2 separate regions of the Triticum aestivum genome follow, and region 1 is linked to region 2. A link is a contact called in public Hi-C data. All regions are on one chromosome and are shown on one strand. The core of a region is the stretch at or near the end of the contact, and the rest is flanking DNA. Distances in the headings are between cores, read along the strand shown.

Region 1 (5,209 bases), core at 940-3,439, 860 kb after region 2:
TTTAGGGAAAAGCCAAGTTTTATTCATTAAAAGCCACAGAATAAGGGATACAATTCTGGCAGTGGGGCCGGCCAAACCAGACGTGGCGTCCCGAACCGAGATTAAGAGAAAATCTGCTGAACTATGAGCTTCTACATTAACACTACGACTCTCAAAAGTAAAAGAACAATTAAAAGGTGTTGCTTGAAGTTTTATATCATTAATGGTGGCTCCATTCCAACAACTTGCTTGCAATTAGAAGCGACAAGGAAATTTTGTAGGTGCAAATCTGTGGCCAATGCTAAGGCCTCCCCTGACCGCAATGGCCTTGAGTGTGGCTGGGTCTTGAACTCCAACTATTACCAGTGCCTAGATATATGTACTCTCAGGGCATCTACAATGCTAGACGCTTGTGAAGGTAGGGCGGGAACCAGCAACATGCCTGTTCCAACCGCCTAATGAGTAGTTGGTTGACCTCCGTTATCATGTCCAACTCCTCGATGAACGGATTAATGAAAGAATGAATCAACTTTGGACTTTGGAATATGCCTTCGTGAATAGCTTTTCGTCGTGCTGCCCATATTGCCCACAAGGTAACCGAGAGCTTCACAAGCAGGTCATGTGATAATGATTCCATGAGTGCGAAAAGGCACTGTTTGGCGTTTGGTTCGATGATTGATGCTAGATATTGTGCCAATTCATCATCAACGAATGTCCAGGTGCATCTTGGCATAGTGAAATTGACTGGAGGCGCCTCCATGAATATCTTGTGCTCCGCATAATCCACATGATGGCGAGTCGGTCATATGCCTATGCACAACCCTTTACGGAAAATCCTATTTGACGCTCTCCGCGTCAAGCAGTCGAGCAAACGCAAAGGGGAGTGATCAACTGGGCCGGCCCATCTCCCACTGTAGGCGGCAGTTTCGGTTTTGGGAACCTTCTAGAGTCTCCCAGCCGGGTTTTACCGGTTTGGGGGACCTTCTGGAAGGTTCCCTAAACCGGATTTCATTTTTTTATGTTTATATTTTTCTTTTTTTCTTTTTTCTTCTTTCCTTTTTTCCTTTTCTAGTTTTTTTTCGTTTCCTTTTTTTAGTTTTTTCTCTTTTTCAAGATTTCATGTTTCAAAATTTGTTCGGAAACTTAAAAATTGTTCGTGTTTCCAAATTTTGTTCTCAACCTTTAAAATATGTTCGTCATTTAAGAAATTGTTTGCAAATTCAATTTTTTATTTTTGTTCACAAATTCAAACTTGTTCGTTTTTTCAAATTTTGTTTGCATTCGAAAAATGTTTAGGAATTTTAAAAAGTGTTCCAGCTTTCCAAATTTGTTCACAAATTTATAAAATTTTCATTTTTTCAAATTTTGTTCACAAATTGAAAAAATGTTCGGCAATTCCTTAAATTTGTTTGGGAGTTTGAAAAAATGTTCTCGTTCCAAAATTTGTTCACAAATTTCAAAATATGTTCATATTTACAAGTTTTTTTGGAGTTTCGAAAAATGTTCGTTTTTTCAAATTTTGTTCTGGAGTTTCATAAAAATTCGCGTGCAAAAGTTTTTCGTGTTTCCAAATTTTGTTTTGGAATTTGAAAAGTTGTTCCTGTTCAGTTTTTTGGGTAGTTTAGAAAATGTTTCCGTTCTAAAAAATATGTTCACGTCTCCAAAATTCGTTTGTGTGTTGAAAAATGTTTGAGCTTTCATAAAATTTGTAAAAAAAAAGCTAATAATGTTCGCTTTTGATAAAACATTCACGTTTTTTTTTGAAAAAAAATTGTGTTTAAATTTTTTAAAAACGTTCGGATCGGCGTTTTAGTTTTCTTAAGGTTTTGCAATGCTTGTGATCAAGAAAGCGAGCTATCTCAACTGGTTCGAATCGTATGTTCGGGAGCGGTGGGTCTAGTGTTCGAAACCTGGCATCTCTTCTTTTTTTATTCCAGCGTGATCTACTGTTAGCGAGCCTAGATCGCTCGACTGACGCAGAGAGCGTCAAATAGGAGGAGCTCCCAAGCTCCATGCCCGACACGGCTGCAGGCCGGCTTGTGTTGCTTTTAGGCCTTGTGGGCCGTTTCGGCCTCCTGGGATCTTTTGTCTTTCAAAGATTCAGAAATAGTAGAAAACTAAAACAATTAAAAAAACAGAAAAATCTACCGCGCGGCCCAGCCCAGGCCTGAATCGGCCGCACAGCCAACCCACCGCGGCACGGCACGCTTGCTCCCTGCCGAGACGCACACGCCGCCGGGCGGGACCTCCACGAGCGCGTCACCCCGACGCACCCGCCAAGACCGCCGCGCCGCAGCGAGAAGGGCGGAGGTCGCCAGGGAGAGAGCATCAAAAGGAGGAGAGGGAGGTGGAAGAGGGGCCCTGCCGCCACCGCGGGCATGCCGCCGGCGGCGGCGGCGACATAGGCCGACGTGGGTGAGGGAGCTGAAGGTAAGGCGGCGGGTAATCGTCCCGTGAGTCGCGAGGGCAGCCCACGGGACGGACGGAAAAGTGGCGGCGGATTCCTTGGTTTTCACTGTTTCGTTCCCAAATCAGATTCGACCGGGCAGGGCAGGCATATCCGGTTCTCTCCCGGATTGGATTGGGGTGGGAAGGATCTGCATCAGAACGCGGCCGGAGTAGCCGCCGGAGCTGCCGCAGTCTTGGTCTCTTTGATTCGCAGCTCCGGCCGCCCGTGTGGTTCTAGTCGACTTGCTCTAAAGCTGTGGTATTTGTCTCTGTCCGTCCCCAATGGGAGGTCCAGCTCCAGATTGGTCTGGGCTACCAGCGGACATACTGATCAGCATATTCCAGTTGCTCGAGTGCCCGGACCTCCTCCGATCCGCCGCCGTCTGCACATTCTGGCAAAAGCTCCACGGTCCGCGGCAGCGGTGTCTGCCCCAGTCGGCAGACCCCCTGCTTACTCTATTGTACCGAGGCCGCCGGTGTGAAGGCTCTTGGCATGTACAGTCTCTCCGAACGGAAGGCCTACTCCATGCCTCTCCCTGAACCTCCCATCAGCAACTGGATTGGCTCATCACACGGATGGCTAGTCACCATGGATGAAAAATCTGACCTGATGCTGCTCAACCCTATCACCGGTGACAAGATTGCACTCCCTCCCGTGACAACCATGGAGCATGTCAAACCTGTCCTAAACGGCGATGGGGTTCTTGAAAAGTACGAGGTGTCTTTCTACCACGGAAAGCTTCCGAGGGTGTACAGTACACCATATGGATGTTCTTTGGATAGGTGCGGTGAAGTTGTCTACATAAAGGCGATTTTATCGTCTGATCCATCAACAGGTGAATGCATTGTCATGCTCATCCATCAGCCGTACTGGCAGCTCTCGTTCGCCAAAGTGGGAGATGCTCGGTGGAACTGGCTCCAAATGCATAGTTTCTACGCAGATTGCATATACCATGATGGCTGTTTCTATGCAGTGACTGAAGAAGGCGCGATCGATATGTACAATCTGGATGGACCATCCGTCATCCACAGAAGGATTTTACCAGATATGGTTGACGTGGCCCAGAGGTACTACATTCTTCAGGCACCATGGGGAGATTTTCTCCAAATCTACAAGGAGAGGGACTGGGATCCTGAACAACCGGTTGGTGAGACGTATGCAACCGCTTTCGAAGTGTACAAGGTTGATTTTGTCGAGCAAAAGCGTGTTAAGATGGCAGGGATAGGTGACTGTGCGTTGTTTACTGGGAAACGCACGACATCTTGCTTTAGCGTGAAAGATCATCCAGGCTTGATGTCAAACCATGTATATTATACTCATGATGATCATGAAGATTTATTCGACTGCGAAGATGATCCCCGTGACATAGGGGTGTACGACTTGGAGAACAATAGCAGGACCAGGTTGGTTGGATCATCCAGGCTTGATGTCAAACCATGTGTATTATACTCATGATGATCATGAAGATTTATTCGACTGCGAAGATGATCCCCGTGACATAGGGGTGTACGACTTGGAGAACAATAGCAGGACCAGGTTGGTTGATCCTGAACCCTGGAGGACGTGGTTCCCTCCCATATGGTTCACACCCAACCTTGCAAAAGCAGGTATCAGTTGAACTTCCTCTTCAATCTGTACTGTCTCAGATGTTACTACTTGCTGTATATTTCATTTGCAAGAAGCACCTTTTCTCGTTTCAGTTTCTAGTGTTTAGAAATATGCTTCTTACAGAATAAGATAAATGCGCTTCTTCTCATTTCATTCTTTTAGTGTTTTGAAATCTGAATCCCACTCACAGAATAAGATAAATGCGCTTCCAAACCTTTTGCTTTGTCTGAGTTGTGTGTTCAGAAATAGCTTCAGTGTGCTAATTAACTGCTCTTCACACTGGCAGGATTTCCAGATGACAATGGTGGGGCGCAATAGGATTAAGCCCGAAGATAACGGCCAATTGCTTCCTGATATTTCGTCTTGCGGCACTCTTTGCCGGGCCCACTATGGAGGGAGATGTTGCCAATGGACTTGCCATGTGCTAGTCTTGTAGTAGTGGCCTTTTTTCTTTGATGATGATGAAGTTTGCCTCTGTAATTTGCATTCGAAGTTTCGAATTTCTTTTTTTCTTTTTTCTTTTTGCGGTGGCGAAGTTTCGATTTTCAACTGGGCTGTGAGTGAACTCATCCCCGGTGTCCGATGTTGTGTCGTCTTGTACTACTACCAGGGTCTTTGAAATTGACAGAAGCTGGGGCGCCCCTTCTCTTCCTGTTACTATCTACTCCTTTGAACTAAAAACATGACAAATGTTTTGGAACCGAAGGAGTATGCATTTCTTTATCCTCGTTTGTTTATATTTTTTATATTTTTTACAGCTTCACAACTTTCCAATTGTAGATTTTTTCTGAATCTGTGCTTGCGCCGTAAGCTGGGAACTGCGAGCATCCGTGTTGCAGACTGTGTATCAGCTGTTTTTTTTAACTGTAGTTCAGAACAAATACTACCCCATATAAGTTTTTGACAGTTGGCCGTGACCACTATATACCGTATGATGAATGCCTAACGCACCATCAGCCTCGATTTGGTCACTGTTGGTATGGCTACATTCTGCTGTAAGAAAATTTATGTCTTCCATCCATTTGGTGCTCAAGTGAACCTGATAAATTTTGGTATCCTTGTCACGCTGTCTAGATGGTAGGGGAAACTAGCTCATTTCGTGGTGTGTCAAAAAGAAATCATTAGTACCATGATGCCTTGAACCCCTGATTTTACTGACAATAAAGCAAGTCT
Region 2 (5,201 bases), core at 915-3,414:
CAATATAAGCCCAATAACTATGGCAGGGAATAGCAGATTGTCTATACTGACCTGTAATGGAAACTGGCCATTCTTCCTGGTGTTGCCATACTAGGTACGGCCCCTGTGACAATGTACTCATCATCGATTTCATCAAATCTGAGTTCCCTCAGGTCAACAGCTTGTGTCGGAACCTCGAGATTGAAGTTCTCCAGATGAGCCTGATTGCTGTTCCTCCTTCCACTTCCTCTACTGTCCCTTCCTCTCCCTCTTCTTCGGCTTCTTGGATATCTACAAAATGCCTTGCAACAAATAAAAGACCACCACTTCCTCCTAACCCTGTGGAGCACTTCATAGTCGTCTCCAGTATCATCATCCCCATACTCAATGACATAGTCTCCGAGAACGATACCATTAGGAACTTGTGCATGTATCGTGCTCAAGACATCCACGATATCAGAAGATTGCTGGAAGTTGTCCCAATCAACTTGCCTGGCAGGGTCGATTTCTGAAGGGCGTGAATCTGGATGCTTTTGCTGTGTGTGCTTCTGAAGCTCATTGAAGTTGCCAGTAAAGGAGCAGCAATCCTCTTCACAGCATCTCTTCTTCTGGTTAAGATGCAGACGAGCCTCGCTGATCACAATCCACCCGATAACATCACCTCTGCACAATGGGCAACTTGGGCGGTTGTTTGCGTGAGATGACACGATGTGGATGCTATCAAGAGGGGCCACAGCTATAGACGAGACCTTGACATTGGCAGGTAGCTCATAAGCACCTTTGAACCTCTCAAGACAGTTTGAGCGGGTCTGGTCGGTGTCGCACACAAACGGCCTGCAACCCTTCTCGTAAGACGTGCACCTCAGGAGGACTGCGTTGTGGGGGTAATCTAGGCAGATTGGGCAGGTCACATCCTCCTTCCAGCTTTTGTCAAGATGTATGTCAAGGTCAAAAGAGCTGGGCCTCACCACCTTCTTCACCATCAGGTTTCCTGAACCCATGTCGAACTCGGTAGCAGAACTTGTGTCCCTTAACAGATGCAGCTTTTCATCACAACCTGCATGGCATCAACAAGCAAAACAGATACTAATTAGCACCGAGTTCCTCCTTTCTAAACATAGCATATATTTTCTGTCCAACATACTGTATTTAGCATTTCCATCAATACAGAACATGGTGGCTGATGAATGATGACAGTCTATGTATGGCAGAGTAAAGACATGTTCAGTACCCAATCAGTCCATGTAATCATTAATTTTTGCCATAAGCTCTTTTGATCCGCTAATGATTTGCTAAAAGCCTATTCCATTTATGCTCAAAAACAAAAAAAGAGAATCCCGGCCCAACCCCCTAACGCAAGTGCTACTGGTTTTACTACCTTCGTCTGATTACAAACCCCCAAGAAGATCGTCATAGCGCTCTGGCCAAACCCAGCCATCTATCCGACCAACCAATCAAAAATCCTAAACAGGAGAAATCCTAGCAGGAGAAATGGAAATCAGACAGCAGAATCCCCAACGCCAACGGGGCTCGATCTGGGTGTGTGCTGACCCAAAACCAACCAAAACTCCTAACCAGCCGCTTCAATCCGCATCTGGACAGGGCGCCTCACCGGCAGCGCGGAGGAGATCGGGACTGAGCCGACCATCAAATCAAATCACGCGACACGAGTATATTCGCCCGCCGGCCTAAACCCCTGAGCTCTAAGAATCACTCCATCCCACCAAAACGCGTCGGCAAGGGGCTAAACAAACAGCCCCAAATCCGCCCGAACGAAACCCGCGGAAGACTCGCGCCGCCCCGGCAGCGCGGCATCCCCAAAATCTCTTCCGCATCAGGCAAAAGGAGAAGGTCGACTGGCCAGGAGCTCCGATCGACTGGAGGGGAGGAGACCCCGAAATCGAACAGGGGGGGAATGGAAGGGGGGAGCCGTACCGTCGCTGACGCCGCCGCGGCGCGGGGTAGGTGGCGGTGGTGGGAGAGGGGAGGGGAGACGAAGGGAGAGGGGAGAGAGGTGAGGGGGAGTTGAAAAAACCGTACCCTCCCACAGCTCGCACGCACGCTCGCCAAGGACTTCCGAGGTGGTGGTGATGATGCAGCCACCCTCTCCCTATCTCTCTTCTCTCTCTCTGCCTCCTCTCTTTTTCTACTCGCGCATCCAAGTCGCCATCCATTTCGGCTCTTCCGTTCGGTTTTCTTATACCGGGTCGCACTCCCCTTTCCTCTGCCTTTTTCCCGTTTCTTTTTCAGGGGAAAATCGACCCTTTTGTTTTTTCTTGTTATTATTCTTAAGTTTTTCGCCTAGTAGTTATTACTCCCTTTTTTCACATATATAAGGGCATGTACAATGGTTGATAAGATAGTCTTATCTTAAATCTTGCATGTAATTTAGTGATGACAAAAGAGTATGTCTACAATGGGTTATATCTTAGCCTTATCTTCAATAACTAGCAATTCCTTAAAACATGGTGAGACAAATTGTGCTAAGAGATCATCTCTTGTTTTATCTTAAATAAGAGAAGACAAGCCTTTTCTTATGAGTTCTCTCTCCTCCACCTCATCATTTATCCTACGTGGCACTCCTAAGATAGCACCATTGTACATGCCCTAAGATGTTTGGATATTCAATATGGACTACGTACGGACTTGAATGAATGAACAAACACACTAAAACATGTCTATATACATCTGATTTACAAAAAAGAAAAGTTTGCCCCGCGAGGCGCTCGGACTCCTCAATTCCGATCCGGAGTGCCATCGCATTTTTGAGGTGGTGTTGGCGGGCATTCGTCTTTGCCGAGGCCGATGACATCGCGAAGGATCTTGTCGTCTTCAGCGGTGGGCGAAAACAGCTCCGACGTGGATCTGCAGGACCCGTAGGCTGACCGGCAGGAGGCTGGCAACCGCGGGCGCGGCTCGGCGATGCGGGCACGAGCACCCAACGCTGCCAGGGAGGAGCAGGGCCTAGAGGTGTCAGGCAGCACCGGTCGCCCCGCTGCCTAACCAGGGAGGGCGCGAACAGCTGCCCCTCCGGGCCACCCGGGGAGGCCGTAGAGCTCGAGTTGTTGCCCATATCCATTTGCGACTGAACGAGGGCAATGCGAAGTGCGAGCTCGTCGTCATCCAGAGTGGATGAGCTGGAAATCCTCCTTAAGGAGCATCGCCCAGTCAATTGGATCGGACACGTTGTCGAAACCATTGCCGTAGCTGGCCATGGCGCAGGGGATGGGACAAGGACGTGCAGTGAGACAACGGACAATGTAAACAAACCGGTTGAGAAGAGTGTGGACTTTGACTAGAGTTTGAACCGAAATGGGGTATTTATGGGACACGGTGGAGACATGGTAGGCCAACGTGCGCCCCGACATGATGGACGTGTTCGGACCATCCCCATGAATGGACTGGGTTTTGAAGATGCCAAATAACCCGGACATATATAGAGACAGTTTGAGGTGCCTTGGATGGTCCGGTTGTAGATGCTGTGATAGCTTTACTGTTCAATTAAGGACAGGGCCATGTTTGTGCGATTCATATTCGAAGGCACATTTGAAACATGCACTTACTTTAGACACACGGAGCAAATTAGCCTGCTCCGGGAATGTTCCCACGGAATCGTCAAATGCGCTTTGCGTAGGCAGTGAGATTGTGTGTGGGAGAATATGAAAGCGTTTTTTTTTCGCTCACGGAATAATAAGACGGGAAAGGGACGGCCGGACGGTTGACGTGTGGAGGAAGACCATGGCATATGCCAATTGAAAAAAGAAAGCAAGACTCCGTTACAACTCAACCACAAACGCGAAATTCAGACCTGCTACCACCTCTTACTCTACTCTACTGCCATCGGGTATGAAACGTGGACGCAGGCAACCTGAGTTTAGTATGTGGAATAAATGGGTGGCGGTAAAACTTCACACGCCCCGGTCACCACTCCAGAGTAGTACCAGCGTTAGGTGAGGAGACCCTGACCTCCTGCTACATTTCATCTGCATCTGTCACCGTGGGATCACACTGAAGCAACGCGACAACCTCTCGGTCTACCTCAGCGAAGATCGTTCAAGCTCAAGACTCAAAACGGAATCCAACAAGGCCATATATCATTTTCTCGACAAGTCAAGTCATACGCTGCATACACCCATCGCCGCGAGACTAGTCATAGGTTCAACTGGGCTGAACGGTGTAAATAGGACTGTCGATACCAGCAGCCGCACAAAAATTTCGACAAAGGACGCACCGTTATTCTAGAATAGATATCGTCGACGAAACACACCAATGGCTGCGAGGGCAGTAAGTAGTGCTGGAGCTCCACGGACTGATTGCTGCTCCTACAGGAAGAGCGGGCGTCGCGACTAGTACGGGACGTTCTTGGGCAGGTTGCGGATCACGTTGCTCTTCATCCCGATCTTGGTCCTCATCGTCTCCACCCCGCTCTTGTTCATCGCTCGGAGCACCTTCAGCCTCACCATCTGCTCCTTGGACTGGACCGTCACCAAACCCATGCTCTTGTAGCTGAAAAAGGGGAACAGAAACGCAGTTAAGCATAAGGGTCTCGGCATTTTACGAATGCAACATGACAAAGATACTTGAATGGATAGGATGAAGAATGCAGGATTCAAACCTGGAAGCCAGGGAAAGTGCAAGAGCACGGTCTGCTGCAACGGAAGGCCGTGGCTTCTGGCGGTAGTAGCGAATGAACTCTCGGGAACCAAGAGTCGTCACGCGTCTCCCCTTCTCGCTCTTGCTTGTGATCACGAGCTCGGATCCACCACCTCCCAGTTCAATGCTGTTGTCCATGTCACCAGCAGCAACCAGCTGCTTACCCTCCACATCAACATAGCTGCAACCAGAGTAAAACAATGCCATTAGGTGTTAGATGTGCGCAGCACATTCACCACTAAGGATACTTAATATCCAACAATGACCACACAGATACTACTTGCACATTCACCACTAAAGGATACTTAATATCCAACACTGATCACACAGATACTACATGACTATGATTCAGTGGACAGAGATGAGCATTTCAGATTAATTTTACTTTTGTTCAAAAATTATTCCAACAAAGATGGCTAATTAACAGAACACAACTATCAACAGCATTCTGCTTCAATCTAAGCATTCATGGAACCACAAAAAAGCAAGAGCCAATGCAAAAAGCAAAAATTCTAGAATTTGGAGAACATATGCTAAGATGAGCACGTTCTCAAACAGGGTTGTCTTGA

What was found. Hi-C and Micro-C count contacts between places; a contact is called where the count stands out from the background.
Region 1: a contact with region 2 is called in a Hi-C map of leaf, with 4 times the contacts expected there. The contact joins the promoter of LOC123154001 here to the promoter of LOC123148790 in region 2. A contact is called at or near these places in 2 of 5 Hi-C or Micro-C datasets (both in leaf).

The regions. Positions count from the first base shown.
Region 1 is chr7A:630,592,907-630,598,115 of IWGSC CS RefSeq v2.1, forward strand. LOC123154001 reads left to right here and starts at 2,190. Exons shown (of 2, transcript XM_044572825.1): 1 at 2,190-4,035; 2 at 4,323-4,815. The coding sequence starts at 2,921. The coding sequence ends at 3,883. LOC123148793 (a long non-coding RNA gene) reads right to left here. Exons shown (of 3, transcript XR_006474133.1): 3 at 5,170-5,209.
Region 2 is chr7A:629,733,643-629,738,843 of IWGSC CS RefSeq v2.1, forward strand. LOC123148790 reads right to left here and starts at 2,165. Exons shown (of 3, transcript XM_044568276.1): 1 at 2,020-2,165; 2 at 52-1,036. The coding sequence starts at 980. It overlaps LOC123148792 (cytoplasmic 60S subunit biogenesis factor REI1 homolog 1), which reads right to left. Exons shown (of 5, transcript XM_044568278.1): 4 at 4,595-4,813; 5 at 4,054-4,485. The coding sequence ends at 4,326.